2 separate regions of the Sus scrofa genome follow, and region 1 is linked to region 2. Evidence: chromatin contacts called from public HiChIP or PLAC-seq data. All regions are on one chromosome and are shown on one strand. The core of a region is the stretch at or near the end of the contact, and the rest is flanking DNA. Distances in the headings are between cores, read along the strand shown. Region 1 holds the start of NEK6 (serine/threonine-protein kinase Nek6). Region 2 has its middle 33 kb from the start of NEK6.

Region 1 (7,246 bases), core at 2,578-5,077, 35 kb before region 2:
GGTCTTCGCACACCATATTCCTTTCAAGGACCGTGCGGTATAAACCGTGATATAAATGGAAATGAGTGGGGAAGAGACTGGCCCGGGACTGAAACGGCAGGTGACAAGCAGCCGATATCGAAAGGATTCTGTTGTCAGATATTCAGAATTGAGGGTCAGGCCCCGTGGGGGCAACTCTCCATCGTCAGGGGTCCGGATGGTGGGCTCTTCCTGAGAGGCAGCGTGCCGGCTCACTGCCTCCCCACACCACCTGGAGGTGCCACCTCGTGTTCAAATCTTGGGCGACTCACCAGGGCCCTCCGCTCTCCGCCCTTTCAGCTCCCTGCCTCGGTCTGACCCGAGAAAAGGAAGGGAATATTGTTCTCTTTTTGACAATTGTTTTGACACTTCCCTTCTGAAACCCATCTTTGGCACTTCGAGAGGAGAGAAAAATTGTGAACGGCCGCCCTTTCTATCTGACAGCTCGGGCCCTGGGCGTTGGCCATGGGTACGGGAGGAGGAAGAGCGGAGAAGGCAGAGAGGGCAGTGCCTCCAGAAAGATTTCGCTCAGAAGCCTGCAGGCCAGTGAGGACCCTGGCTGGTCTTAATCCACAGCCGGACAGACCCGGTTTAAAGTTAAGAACTTCAGGAGTTCCCATCGTGGCTCAGTGGTTAAGGAATCCGACTAGGAACCATGAGGTGGCGGGTTCAATCCCTGGCCTTGCTCAGTGGGTTAAGGATCCACTGTTGCCGTGAGCTGTGGTGTAGGTTGCAGACGCAGCTCGGATCCCGCGTTGCTGTGGCTCTGGCATAGGCTGGTGGCTACAGCTCGGATGGGACCCCTAGCCTGGGAACCTCCATATGCCGTAGGAGCGGCCCAAGAAAATGGCAAAAAGACAAAAAAAAAAAAAAAAAGAAAAGAAAAGAAAAGAAAAAAAGTGAAGAACCTCAACTCTGCAATCAGAGATGTGAGTTTTGATGGTGATTTGGCCATCAGCCAGTGTGGGACCCCGCCCAAGTTACTGTAAGCTTCATCTTCTTCTCTGTAAGATCAGGATAACAATCCTGGACCTTCGCAGGGTGCCAGACACCTGGGACACAGCCACGGTGGCTTTCCCGGTGCAGTGGGAAGACTATAGGCTCTGCTCAGTCAAGCCTGGGTTCAAATCCAAGGTCAAGTAACGGCCTATCAGCACATGATCTTCAGCATTTTATTCAATCTCTGTACCCTGGTTCCGTCCTCTGTAAAATAGGCATCATGATCGCTCCCATCTCTTGGTGTCGGTGAGTGGAGTGAATGAAACAGGCACTTAAAGCTTTTGGGGGTGTGCCTGGCACATGTTATACCCTCAGACAGTGGTGGCCGTGAACCATCAGTTGATAAAATTATGGACATCGTCTCATCTCTGGGCCTCAGTTTTCTCATCTGTGAAATGGAGATAATAACATCCGCCTCACAGTGAAAATTAAATGAGTGTGCTATGTTAAAACACTCGGAGGTGGGTCCGTGCACCTTCAGAAGGCAAATCCTGGTGCAAGGAAAAGGGGCTAGGTGTGAAGTCAGGCAGGTGACAGGGCTCCGCCTCCACTTCCTCAGCGGTCCCAGGACACGGTTCGCCTGCTCTGAGCCCTAATTTCCTTGTGCATATAAAACCAAAAGCCAGTCTCGACAGCCTGACTTCTGGGAACAGCGTGGCGCCCAGGACAGTGCCCGGCCCCAGTGGGGACTTCATAAATGTGACTTCCCTTCCCCGCTCCCTGGCTCCTTCCTCGCTTGAAGCCTCCAGAAGTGCCATCTGGCAAAGCCAGGAGCTCATTCGCTCGAAACCTGCGTGGCCCTATCCCCAGACCAACCTGAGCTGCTGCTTCAGTCTGAGACTTTATTTGGTGGCAGCAGAAACTACTTTTTAGTCATTTCCGAAGCAGACGGGACGGCAGAGGCTGACAAACCACAGGGACCATTTTAAATCCTGGGCCTTTCTTCTGGGAAGTTAGGCAAGAACCTTCCCAAATGTTTGCCCGTGGGGCTCTCTGCCAGGGAGTGACTCATTCATGGCTCCCCGCAGGCATATTTTATTTGGGGGTGGGGGATTGAGGGAGGAGGGCCTGGCCTTGCTGGGGGAAGGGAGGCAGCATTTCCAGCACACCCAGAGGTGGGTTTGGGGTTTTTTTTCCTTTCATTTTTTTTTAGGACCCCAAAGAAAAAGAACATGGGGCTTTTTTGTTTCCTTCCAGCTTTTGTTTGCGAAACGAAGACATCCAAAGTTCACTCCGTAAACTGCAGGGCGTTGGGAACAGGCGCTTCCAGCCGGCTCTGCATCCCTTTCAATGAAATTCTTCTTCCATTAACGCCACGGTTTTTAAATGTGCCTCCAAGGTTCGCCTGCGCACACACTGAGCTCCTAAGACGACATGTTCCCCTCAGAAAGGCAGGTTGAATTTTGACAATCCAGAGGAACTAGGGCGCTCCAGAGTTTCTAAAGTTTGCCTTAAAGCAATTAAGACTTTCGACTGCAGAGATTTCCAACATTTATAAAGCACACACACCAAAAAAAAACCTGTCAGTCAAAACTGCAAGGACAGACCCTGGAAAACAGTGTCCCAAGCCTGCTGTGATCAATTTACTGTCTTGGGGGCTCATACTTGGTGCTCAGGCTTGATACAAAGAATCAGATGAGTATCTATCTACTCTGCAAGGCAGGCAGAGAGAGACCCCTAGATAATACAGCCAAGTGTCTCTGGGCCCCTGGTCTCCCCAGGGTCAGCCACACCCCAGGCCTGGGGAAAGGGTTAAAATTCACCAGGGCCAGAAAGGGGCAAGAACAAAGCCAGGAGACCCAGAAGAGTATTTAGGAAAATGAATCCAAGTCCTCCAGGGCCAAGCTAAGCAGCTCCACCAGGCCCACCACAGCCCCACGGAGGGGCCTGCCAGTGGCCCTACCCAGGCCCCGCTGGGCTCTGCAATGTGACCTCTGGCCTCTCCTTCACCAAACAAGGCCCAGCACCCACTGGGTGCTCAGGCCGGGCCTGCTTCTCCACCAGCTCATCACACAGTAAGCCTGGGGGGCGCAAAGGGGACCCTCAGCCCCCAGAGTAAACATACTTGAACACTCCTGTACACAAAGTACACGCTCACAGCCACATGTGCACACTTTTGTCCTCATGGGCTCCTAAGTCCGCACACAAATCACTTGTGGGCACTCACTCGTGTGTGTGCGCACACATAGCCCCAGAACCCACACGTTCTCCGTCACAAAAATGAGATCCCACAAGAAGCATTTGGCACATAGTAAACACTCAATAAATGGACAAATGGCAGCCATGCCCACTCGCCCCGCACTCATTCACACCAAACCCCACGATCACAACGCTCCCATGTGCACACGCACCAACTCGGCCACAGGCACGCGCACACTCCTGCGAACACACCCGGAGGGACAGATGGACACGCCGCCCACGCACGCTCCGACGCACGGCCCGGGACACACTCAAGGCTCACGCGCGCCCCGACCTCCCGCGTGCACACCCGCCAGCTCTCCCCCGCGGAGCCTCGGGCGCGCGCGCGGGCGCGCGCACCCCCCTGCTCGGCCCGGGTGTGGGTGACTGCCCCGCCGCCCGGCCCCCGCCCCTTTCCCGGCCCGCGCCGGTCCGATCCGGCCGGGCCCCGGCCCCAGGTCACTCACCGGCTCGCAGGCGGGCTCGGCTGCGGGCTGAAGGACCCGCGCACGGACCGGCGGGCGGCCGGCAGGAGCAGTGGGTCCCACACGAGTTGGCGGCGCCGCGGCCGCACGCTGGTCCGCTGGGTTCCGCCGCCGCCTGCGCGGGCCCGCGTGCGCGCTCCCGCCCTCCCCGCCGCGGGGCCGCGCCGCCCCCTGCGCTCGTGCGCGCTGCCGCCACGCAGGCTCGGGGGGCGACGGGGCGGCGCCCTCTCCACGCGCGGATCTCCCACTCTCCCAAGCCCGCTTAGCTGAGGACCCCCTCCCCATTTTCAAGCTGGGGAAACTGAGGCCCAGACTCACCCAGCGAGTCAGGCCTAACATGTCTCCTTCTCAAGCTCTAGACATTTAGGATTAGCGTCTGCAGCCAGTCAACCCCCCTGGACCCCTGCCACGCCTCTTTGGGTACCCTTCCCCCGACATTGCTCCCACCATAGCCCTGGTCATGTGGATCTCGGCTCATCAACAAGCACTTATTTTGCGCCTGCTGAATGAGCCGCTGAAATAAGCTCCAAGGGTATCTCGATGTGTGAAGGTGCTGGTCCCTGCTCTCAGGGGCCAACGTCTCTTGTCTGGAGCTCCCCAATTCCTGTGAACCCCAAGACCGGTAAGTGTCAGTGTGCAGACGTTTCTGGAAGAAGATTCTACTGAGGAATGCTTATCACCCCCTCTAAGGAGACAGAGTCCACATGGGGGCCCAAAGGCAGCAGCTCAGTTCCCTGCTTCACTTCCTAGAAGGGCCCCCACCCCCCAAAAAAGGGGACCCTCCTGGCTCAGACAGTTATTGCATCCACACTTGCTGATGCTTCTCCTCACGTGCAAAACTGTGCTGTGTCCCCAAGGAGGGCAGGAACCAGAGACTGACGCTGACTGCCTGCCAGCTGCCCAGCTTGGTCAGGGCACGGTCCTGGGCACAGGGGGATGCCCACTGGGCCTTGTTTGCCCAGTGAGTGACCATGTTTCAAGTGGCTGTGATCTATGACAATAACGACACCAACTGAACACCCACTGTGTGCCAGACTCATGGCTGCACACTCTGCCTGGCTGGTGCCATTCGGTCCCACAGCCATTCTATGAAGAAGGCTTTAAGCTGCTTTTGAGCCCATTTTGCAGATGGGGTAAACGAGGCCTAGAAACGATGCTTAGAAAAGCAAAGTCTCTTGCCCAAAGGCACCCAGCTGGTAAGTGGTCGAGCTAGCAGTTGGACCACAGATTGTCTGATTCCAGTGTCTATGTCCCTAATCTAGATGGTGAACAGATCAGCTCTGTGCTGCTGATATAAGGAGGGGCCGACTGCTGATATAAGAGGAAACAGCCCTCCCACAAACCAACCCCGATGAGACAGATCATTCTGCAAACTGGTTAGTTGGGGATCTATTTACAACCTCACATCACATGATATACTTTATAATGAATGCCAGCTAAATTGAAGAGTTAAATATAAGAAATAAACGGTGCATGAAATAATAGGAAAAAATCAAAATTTGGAGATAGTGGGGCCCAGTGGGCATCCCCCTGTGCCCGGGACTGTGACCTGACCTAGCAGATGGGTGCTATTGGCTGTGTTTGTGCAGCAAACATTCATTCATTCACTCATTCACTCGGCACATATCTCCAAGCGCCTTCTACTATTCTAGGCGCTGGGATACAGTCATGAAGAAAATATAGTCCGGACTCTCTTGGGGCTTCAATCTGGGGGTGAGGGTTAGGGGGAGGAAAAGTATCTGGGGATGGCAGGGAAAGTAGGTTTGGTGGAGAAAATAAAGCAGGGAAGTGAGAGGAGAGCCCAGGAGTGACTTTTCATAGAGGTTACTGGGAGAAGGCCTCTCGGATGAGGTGGTATTTGAACAGAGGCCTATAGGAAGGACTGGGGGAAGAGGACGTCTGTGTGCAGGACAGGCCCCATGCTCTGAGAACCATCCTGGTACGCTACAGAGCAAGCACCAACATTCCTGTCTGAAGGAAACTTCGGGAGCAGCTCCAGACCACTGAGAAAAGAAGCACCCCCCCCCATATCTGTGTAAGAATCTGCCATGTGCAAAGCCCATTCTCAGCTTCACAGAGCCCCTGAAACAGGCACTCCCAAGGTCTTCATTTGCCAGTTCGGAAACTGAGGCTCAGAGAGGTCAAGAGATATGCTACAGGTCACACAGCTAGCCACCATCAGCAGAGACGAGGCTGGCTGCAGGCCAGCTGTTGGCTGCTGCTGCGTGTTAGGGAAATGAAGATGTCCTGGCCAGCCCTTCCCTCCCTCTGGGACTATAATTTAGGGACCGGAGGGGCTGGGACATCTGCTATAGGCTTCTAGAGACAGGAGGGTAGGGCAGCAGGACTGAGGGCACGGGGAGTTATCCCCACCCGGTTTTCCCGGCCTTCCTCTTCCTTATCGCCTACTTCCTTCCCTCTGGCCTGGTCCCAGGTCCCTGGTGATGTGCTGGGGCGGGGGGGGGGGGGGGGGGAAGGGGGAAATCAGGTTAAATTCTGCCCAGAGACCCAGCACAATCCCTGCACTACCGGCACCACCCTGGCCAGGGCAGTGGTGGGTAGAGAGAATTGGTACAATACAACCTGAGCCCCATTCAACTTTTGTTTTTAACGCAAAGGATTTTTTTCTTCGAGTCCCCGGATGAGTCACCGTGAAGAGGTGCTTTGCAAAAAGACTCCCAGAATTAGAATCAATGTCTCCCCGCGCACAGTGCCTGATGCTTCCTCCCACGGTGGCATTTGTGAATCCGATCTGGGAGAAGGACTCTCTGTTCACCCCTAAGAGTTTCAGGCTTAAGGCTGTGTTTCATTATCTCTCTGCATTAGGGGGAGAGGACCTTCTCTTGTGGGGCACCTTGTCTGTGCCTGGCTCTGCTTGAGGCTTTTCATCCTCCCAGCATCCCTCGAGGTGGGGGTCAGGATTGCTGTTTTACAGATAAAGAAGCTGAGGCTCAGAGGAGTAACGTGGTTTGAAGACAGCCTGGAATGGAACCCGGGGTTGACCCAAAGCCTGTATGGTTGTCAGTATTTGGGGGGAGTGGCATCGGGAGGGGGACGGGGAGAAGGAGGCGTGAAATATCAGCATCAGATTGGTTCTTTGAAAGCCCTATGTCCAAAAGGTCCTTGATGGGTTTCCCCTTGATGGGCATTTGTAGAAGATGCTCTGGGTTTTCCCAGCAACTCTCATTTGTACGGGTCGTCTGGGTGTGATTATTATTATTATTATTATTATTTGTCTTTTTGCCTTTTCTAGGGCCGCTCCCGCGGCACATGGAAGTTCCCAGGCTAGGGGTCTAATCAGAGCTGTAGCCACCAGCCTATGCCAGAACCACAGCAATGCGGGATCCGAGCCGCGTCTGCGACCTACACCACAGCCCACAGCAACGCCGAATCCTTAACCTGCTGAGCAAGGCCAGTCAGAGATCGAACCTGCAACCTCATGGTTCCTAGTCAGATTCGTTAACCACTGAGCCACAACGGGAACTCCTGGGTGTGATTGTAAACAGCATTCCTTTTCACTCCAGAAGTGTTTGCAGGAGTTTCTGTTGTGGCTCAGCAGGTGGCAA
Region 2 (6,989 bases), core at 3,755-6,254:
CTCATGGATTCCTATTTCATTTGATGGGCTGTGATCCATCACTATCATTTATTTTGATGTTGAAGTTACACCAGATTTGGCCAGAAGAAGCCCCTTCCAGCTGGCTCTTGTGTCCTTTTGACATGTCCCCTCATCCTTTGAGCACTTCTTTAATGTCTGAAACAACAAGATGTCCAGGCTCACCTAGTGCTTTCTCTAACCCAGACTGGGAATCAACCTTTCCTCCAAAGAGAAGGATTCATTTTGGGGAGGAGTATGGTATTTTTAAAGTACCATATTCGTGCTAAATGTGCTCTTTCTACAGAAGCGTTGCTACTCCCAGACCTTCTCAGTGAGCAGAGCTGAGAAAACACAAGTGCACACACAGTTTAAACCATGTCTCTCACTGACAGCTCCAATTCCAGTCCAATACCATAGCATTCTTCAGAGCTCCCCTTCCATATTCGTATTCCTTGTTGGTGAGAAACCAGGCTCCTTTAATCCACAGTGGATTATTCATCTGCTCCATCCCTTGTATCGTCCCATCCTCTGGCCACCAGGCTGCTGTCCAACCCAACGTGAACTTTGACCTCATAAGGGCCACCATACTGCCCACTAGGACCTGCCTTGTGAGTTTCAACTGGATGTGATGAGAAAGAGCATAAGCAGGAAAAAAAAAAAAAAAAAAAGAACACAGGCAGGAGGAAAAATGGAAAGAGGAAGGGGTAAGGGGAGGGTGGGAAGGAAGGAGAGAGAAAATAGGCTGCCAGACAAGGGATGGTTTTTCATAGCAGATTTCTGGGATTTTTCAGGAATATTCACTTTGTCTCTCCCCCATCTGCCTGGTGCTGCCCCTGGAGGGAACTGGAATCAAGACCCCAGGGAGAATGGATCATGTCCCAGCCTGAGCTGCAGAAGTTTTCAGAGGAGGAGAGGATCTGGCTTCCCCTGGGCCTCTAAGGCCTTGCCAATTCACCTCAAATGCTACATGTTGTTAGAAACTTTACAAATTAAAAAGTTTTTTTTTTTTTTTTTTTTTTTTGTCTTTTTGCTATTTCTTTGGGCCGCTCCCGCGGCATATGGAGGTTCCCAGGCTAGGGGTCGAACAGAGCTGTAGCCACTGGCCCACACCAGAGCCACAGCAACGCGGGATCCGAGCCGCGTCTGTAACTACACCACAGCTCACGGCAACGCTGGATCGTTAACCCACTGAGCAGGGGCAGGGACCGAACCCGCAACCTCATGGTTCCTAGTCGGATTCGTTAACCACTGCACCACGATGGGAACTCCAAAGTTTTTTTTTTTTTTTTTTTTTTTTTTTTTTATGGCCACATTTGTGGCACATGGAAGTTCCCAGGCTAGGGGTCAAATGGGGACTTCAGCTGTTGGCCTACACCACAGCCACAGCAACATGGGTTCTGAGCCGCATCTGTGAACTATACCACAGCTCATGGCAATGCCGGATTCTTAACCCACTGAGCAAGGCCAGGGATCGAACCCACATCCTCATGGATATTAGTCGGGTTCGTTACCACTGAGCCGCAATGGGGACTCCTAAAAAGTTGTTTGTTTTTTAATTGGGAGAAATTTGGTTAGCTCAATAAGTTAGTGATACAGCAAGCTGATCTTTGATAAACTAACTCAGCTGCAGTGGGGGTTGGGAGATGAAATGTGGTCTCTACTGACAGACTCTGGTGTCCCCTCCGTCTAAATCCAGAGTAGCTCTGCTCATCTGCTTTAGAACTACTGAGCTTTTGCCTGATCTTTCTTAGGTTTAGAGAGAAAATTTAGCCTGGGTGCAAGCCCTGCTGAACTGCGGGTTGCCGTGTGACCCAGAGCCAGCCCCCTGCCTTCCCTGGGCTTCAGCTCCTCATCTGGGAAAGGAGAAGTTAGGTTCCAAGTTCTGTGCATCTTCGCCTTGGGTGGGTGGCACATATAGCTGGGGCCCAGTGGTGTCCTCTTTGGCTGCCAGTTCCCAGGGCCAGGGAGAGAGGGGCCACTGTCCCCATCCTCCCCCAGAGAAACAGGTCTGTCGGCTGGGCCTGGGCCTGCAGCCAAGGGGAAACTGGAGACAATGAGCCGGAGGCTCCGGTGCTGGGGCAGGTTGTGCAACTTCCGGCCAGCGCCTGCAAACAAGACTTTGGCCCCAGACCTTGAGGCCCGGGGGGTGGGGTGGGGTGGGGAGCAGCCCTCCCCCTCCCCCAGGACCCAGGCCACCCAGCTTAGGCGACAGAGCTGGGGAGCAGGCTGGGTGCTTTCTCAGTTCCGCAGGCAACCAAGTGGCTCCCGGTCCCTTGAGAAGGGTCCCACCAAGGGGGGTCAGGACACATGCCGCAGGGACGGTGGAGGAGCTCCCGTGTGGCCCTGCCTGTGCACGTAGGCAGCAGCAATGTGCCTGCGGCTGTGGTTATTCACAAGGTCACCTGCTTGGGAGCAATCCTGGAGGGTTGTCTGGACGAGGCTCTGCTCTCATGGGTGCTTGGGATAAATGCACAGCCTCCACAGTGTGAAATGTGTCCAGGTGTTTGAGGGCACCTTGGCAAGCCGGTGTGTGTGTGTGTGTGTGTGTGTGTGTGTGTGTGTGTGTGTGTGTGTGTGTGCTGTTTGCATGCATGTGATGAGACAGCAGATTGCATACATGTGAGATTATGCATGTGGACGGGATTCCCCAGAGGTCTGTTTAGGTCTGTGGCTACTCGTAGGTGCTGAAGAATGTGCATGTGGCTGTCTGCCCGTGTATGTGGGCACATTGGTGGGTGGGTATGTCTGCCCATCACGGGTGTGCATGTGTGCATATGTCTGTGCACGTGGGAGCCCCTGGCTGCTGAGCCTGTGGGGGTATGATGGTTTGTAGACATGTGTGCTCTCTTTGGTACCCGTGAGTTCACGTGAAGGATAGATGCTTATCCAGGTGCTCATGCAGGACATGTGACTCTGGGGCCTTGCTCCAGCTCATTGCATGTTTTAGCCCCATCACTCTGCAGTCTGCCAATGACTCTGCAAGCTTCCAGCCAGTTTTCATGTCCCACCAGCAACGGAGGGTGAGGTTAGGAGTTTGGGGCTCCTCTTACCTTTGTGGGGGCCTGTGCAAGTACCCCAAAGAAATGCAACTATGGGGAAATTGAGAACCTAGGAATCCTAGAATTTATGTTGGTCCCTGGGTGAGGGGCAGGAGGCTTTCACGTGAGAGATGGGACCTAGAGCCTGAGATGGGACCCAAGCAGGAAGAAACTGCAAGACCTGCCAGAACCTCCAATCTGACCAGCCTCTGCTGTGGCCTAGAGGCAGGGGGCTGGCTGGAGTGACCTCCACCCAGGACGCTGAAAGAGAAGAAGGGAGGGGGGCCCCCAATAGGAGTGGCCCCCAATAGGAGTCCCGGCAGCACTGGTGGGGAGGCAAGACCATACCTCTCTACTCCCTCAAAGGAGTCTGCCCCTGGCTCCTTGTTCCTTAAAGAGTGGGGTCCTGGGGCAGCTGTCCCAGCTTGGAGAATGTCTTCATTCCCTTTAGAGCTGTTTTTCAAGTTCAAAGATTTGGCCTGAGTCCTAGGGACGACCCTGAAAGAAGAGGACAAGATAGGCTTGCTAGGAAGTTCCTGTAGTGGCTCAGCAGAAACAAATCTGACTAGTATCCATGAGGAAAGTTTGATCCTTGGCCTCACTAAATGGGTTAAGGACCGGGCATTGCCATGAACTGTGGTGTAGGTCGCAGACACAGCTTGGATCTGGTGTTGCTGTGGCTGCGGTGTAGGCCAGCGGCTTCAGCTCTGATTCAACCCCTAACCTGGGAACCTCCATATGCCTCTGGTTTGGCCCTAAAATAAAAAAAAAAAAAAAAAAAAAAAGGGATAGGCTTGTTAAATGCCTGCTTGGTCCAGACCCTCTGCAAGTGTGGCAGGTTGGGGATTTCTTTGCACCTTCACTGCTTTCTTCTTTCCCCTGACTTTGTGCAAGTGAGCCTCTGGGAAGGCACAGTAAGGAGACAGCCTCACTGCACATAACACACTCCATCTATGCTGCAGGAGACAGTGTTACCACAAGAAAGCTTTGTTTGCCTTGGAGCAGGTTCACTGCAAAGAGCTAGAAGGAGCCCTGTCACATGCCCCAAGAGGTCTGACTCCCACCCTCCAGGATGAAGACTCTGAGCTTGGAGAAGAGGGAGGAAATTCTACAGGAAGGAAAGTTCTGGATGCCTGCTGTAAGAGTCAGGGCCAGTCAGAAAAACAGAGGAACCACTCTAGGTATTTCAAACAGAGGAATTTTAATGCAGGGCACTGATTGCACAGAAGGGGGAAAGGCTGAAAAACCAAAAAGCAAACGGGGAGGCAATCCAGTTGGGGCAACGGCAGAAGTAGCTGCCTCTCCTGGGCTGGAGGGACAAATGCAGGCAAGGATACTGCCCACATGTGGTTTGAATCACTGCAGGAGACACTCGCCAGCCTGAGCTACAGAGGAATGGGTGATTCTGCGGGCGCTAAAGACACAAAAGACAGCAGCCAGTGCTGGAAAGACGACATGCCCCCTGCCCTGGCAACCTCCACTAAGCAGAGAAGCAGGTGGGGAAAACCCTGGCTTCTCCCACCCTCCAGTCTCCCACCAGAACTTCCCATTGGCTCAACTTAGCAGGAAGCCTGGGAAAAGCAGTTTGCAGGAGATGAGCGGTCGTGTTTGAAAGCACACGGGCCATGCCCAGCATGCTTTCCCATGATGCACTCTGTAGAGGACGTGGAGGGAAAAGTAAAGAAATACTTGGCTCCATCCCCAGGACTGTGGATATGATTAACTTTTGATAAGAGTCTGATGGACAGCACACACACATCCTTCCCTGTGCCACAGGCTCCGGCGAAGAATGTGTGGCTTTCTGCTATCCCCACCACAGCCCAGCCAACTCAGGACAAGGTTCTCCAGGCTGTGGTTGAGGAAACCAAGGCTTTCGGAAGGGAAGTGGCTTCTCCCAGGCCACCCAGCTGGAAAATGGCAGAGCCGGGACTCACACCCACATCGGAGTTACGCCACAGACCCGAGCCTAGGGGAAAAGTGATGAGTCAGGGATCAGGTGCCACTGTTGGGAGCAGATGGTGATGATCAGCCTGGGCTGGGCTCTGGGCAAAATTCTGAGATGGAGAGAGGCATTGAAACGAGGGAGGCCAGGGGGGAAAAGAGCCACTGATGGTGAGACTAGGGAGCATGGCGTGGTGGCTAAGAGTGGGACTTTGGAGCCCAGCTGCACATGTCGCATCCTGGCTGTGTGACGGATTTTCTCTGTGCCGCATTTCCTCATCTGTAAAATGGGTGCAATAGCGATAGTAGTACCTGCTTCACGGGACCGTTGTGAGCACCGAAGTTGACATAAGTGTTTGCTGCTGTTATGTGTTGTTTTGATTTTGGTTTTACAAGTGAGGAAATTAAAGGCTTGGAGAGGTGATGCGAGTAAAGGATGATGATGCCATGAGAAAGCAGAACAGGACTGAGGTCCGCCGAGTCGGGGGCATGCTCTTGCACCCCTTTGTTCTCTGCCTGGCCCTCGGGCTCTCTCCTCGCCCTCCTTGGCCCACAGCCCATCACCGCTGTCATGTGGATTCTCTCTACTCTCCTGTTCCACTCTGATAAGCCACCTCCTCCGGCCGGCCTCCAGTCTTCCTGATGTCACTGATCTCTGGGCAGCAGCAGTATCCCTTGTCTAGTTTCTCGGGGCTTCTAGGCTTGAGACACCCGTTCCTGTATTAAAACCTAGAGTGGTTCCCAAGGAAGCACTGCCTGATACAGTTGTCATCAGCTATTACAGGGTTCCCTGGACCAGGCCTTTTTCTGTGCTTCTTCTGTGTGTTAATGTCACACTAATCTTAGGTTACGGAACCCACTTTACAGAAGAGGAAGCAGCGGGTCTGGAGAGGGGAAGCCGTTTGCCTGAGGTCGTGCAGCTCGTGAGGGGCAAAGCTGGAGATTCAAACCCAGAGCCCACGCCCTAACCACCTCACTGCACTGCCTTGCTTGCCATTGGCCGTCGTGACCTCTAGAAGACATCCTCGCATCGGCCCCGATGGCGGGCGGTGGCCTCTGTGACTTCCCTGTCTGGGAAATGTCCCGTAACTGCCCTCAGAGACACGGCAGGGGGATGGTATCTCCCGCAGGTTCTCATCTCCAGGCTGAAGACCCAGTGTCTGGGGAGGAGCGGGGAGGTGATTTCAGGCCCTTCCCCTTTGGGTGCCCTCCCGGGTCCTGGGAAGGCTCCTCACCCTGGCGTCTCTTCCCTTCCAGCTTGTCCCTCCTTGTCACCCCTGGGCTCTCCCAGGACCCTCGATGACTCACCCGTCCAGCACTTTCACTTCCTCCTTCGCTGGAGGAGGCTTTTGATCTGCCACAGTTTCAGCAAGGAAGCCTGCTCCTTGTGGGCTTGAAAGGCCATGAGGGAGTTCCCATTGTGGCTCAGCGAGTTAAGCCCCCGACATAGTGTCTGCCAGGATGTGGGTTCGATCCCCAGCCTCGCTCGTTGGGTGAGGGATCCAGTGTTGCCGCAAGCTGTGGTGTAGGTCACAGAGGCAGCTTGGATCCGACGTTGCTGTGGCTGTGGTGTAGGCCTCAGCTACAGTTCCAATTTGACCTCGAGCCTGGGGATTTTCATATGCTGCAGATGTAGCTGTAAAAAGAAAAAGAACACAGGGGGAAAAAATGGCCAGAAGGGGCATTCCTGGGCCCAGGCCTACAGGGCTGGGGTCCTGCCTCTGTGGAGGGTAGGGAGGGGCAGGCTCCTGGGCCTTCTTGTCAGACACTGGCCTGAGCTGGACTCTGTCCAAATGGTCGCTCACCCCCAGCACCTGTACAGGCTGGCACAGAGGGAGCTGACCTAGAATCTTTAAGCTGAAATTATGCCATTCATATTTTTTGATGGCATTGAAGGGACATCTTCATTCATTCCTTCCCTCACTTTACAAATCTGTCCTCGCCTCCTGCCTACTAGGCAGTCTCCAGTGGACAAAGAAATCAAGGTTTGGTCTCTGCGCATGGGGAGTT

What was found. HiChIP or PLAC-seq counts read pairs in DNA pulled down with a chosen protein or histone mark.
Region 1: a contact with region 2 is called in an H3K27ac HiChIP or PLAC-seq map of alveolar macrophages. The contact joins the promoter of NEK6 here to the enhancer-like site in region 2. A contact is called at or near these places in 1 of 5 promoter capture datasets (liver), 7 of 47 Hi-C or Micro-C datasets (blood, heart right ventricle, liver and 1 more) and 2 of 2 datasets of contacts at active chromatin or transcription factors (alveolar macrophages and skeletal muscle).

What each region holds. Positions count from the first base shown.
Region 1 is chr1:265,074,988-265,082,233 of Sscrofa11.1, reverse strand. NEK6 (serine/threonine-protein kinase Nek6) reads right to left here and starts at 3,827. Exons shown (of 10, transcript XM_003122163.5): 1 at 3,663-3,827.
Region 2 is chr1:265,041,701-265,048,689 of Sscrofa11.1, reverse strand. No RefSeq gene overlaps it. Among named protein-coding and RNA genes, the nearest start is that of NEK6, 33 kb to the left of the region's middle. Within about 2 kb of position 5,004, at least 22 of the 83 cell types and tissues checked have an H3K27ac peak or open chromatin away from gene starts, as enhancers often do. A contact at or near this core is called in alveolar macrophages, liver and retroperitoneal adipose tissue, where this site is marked.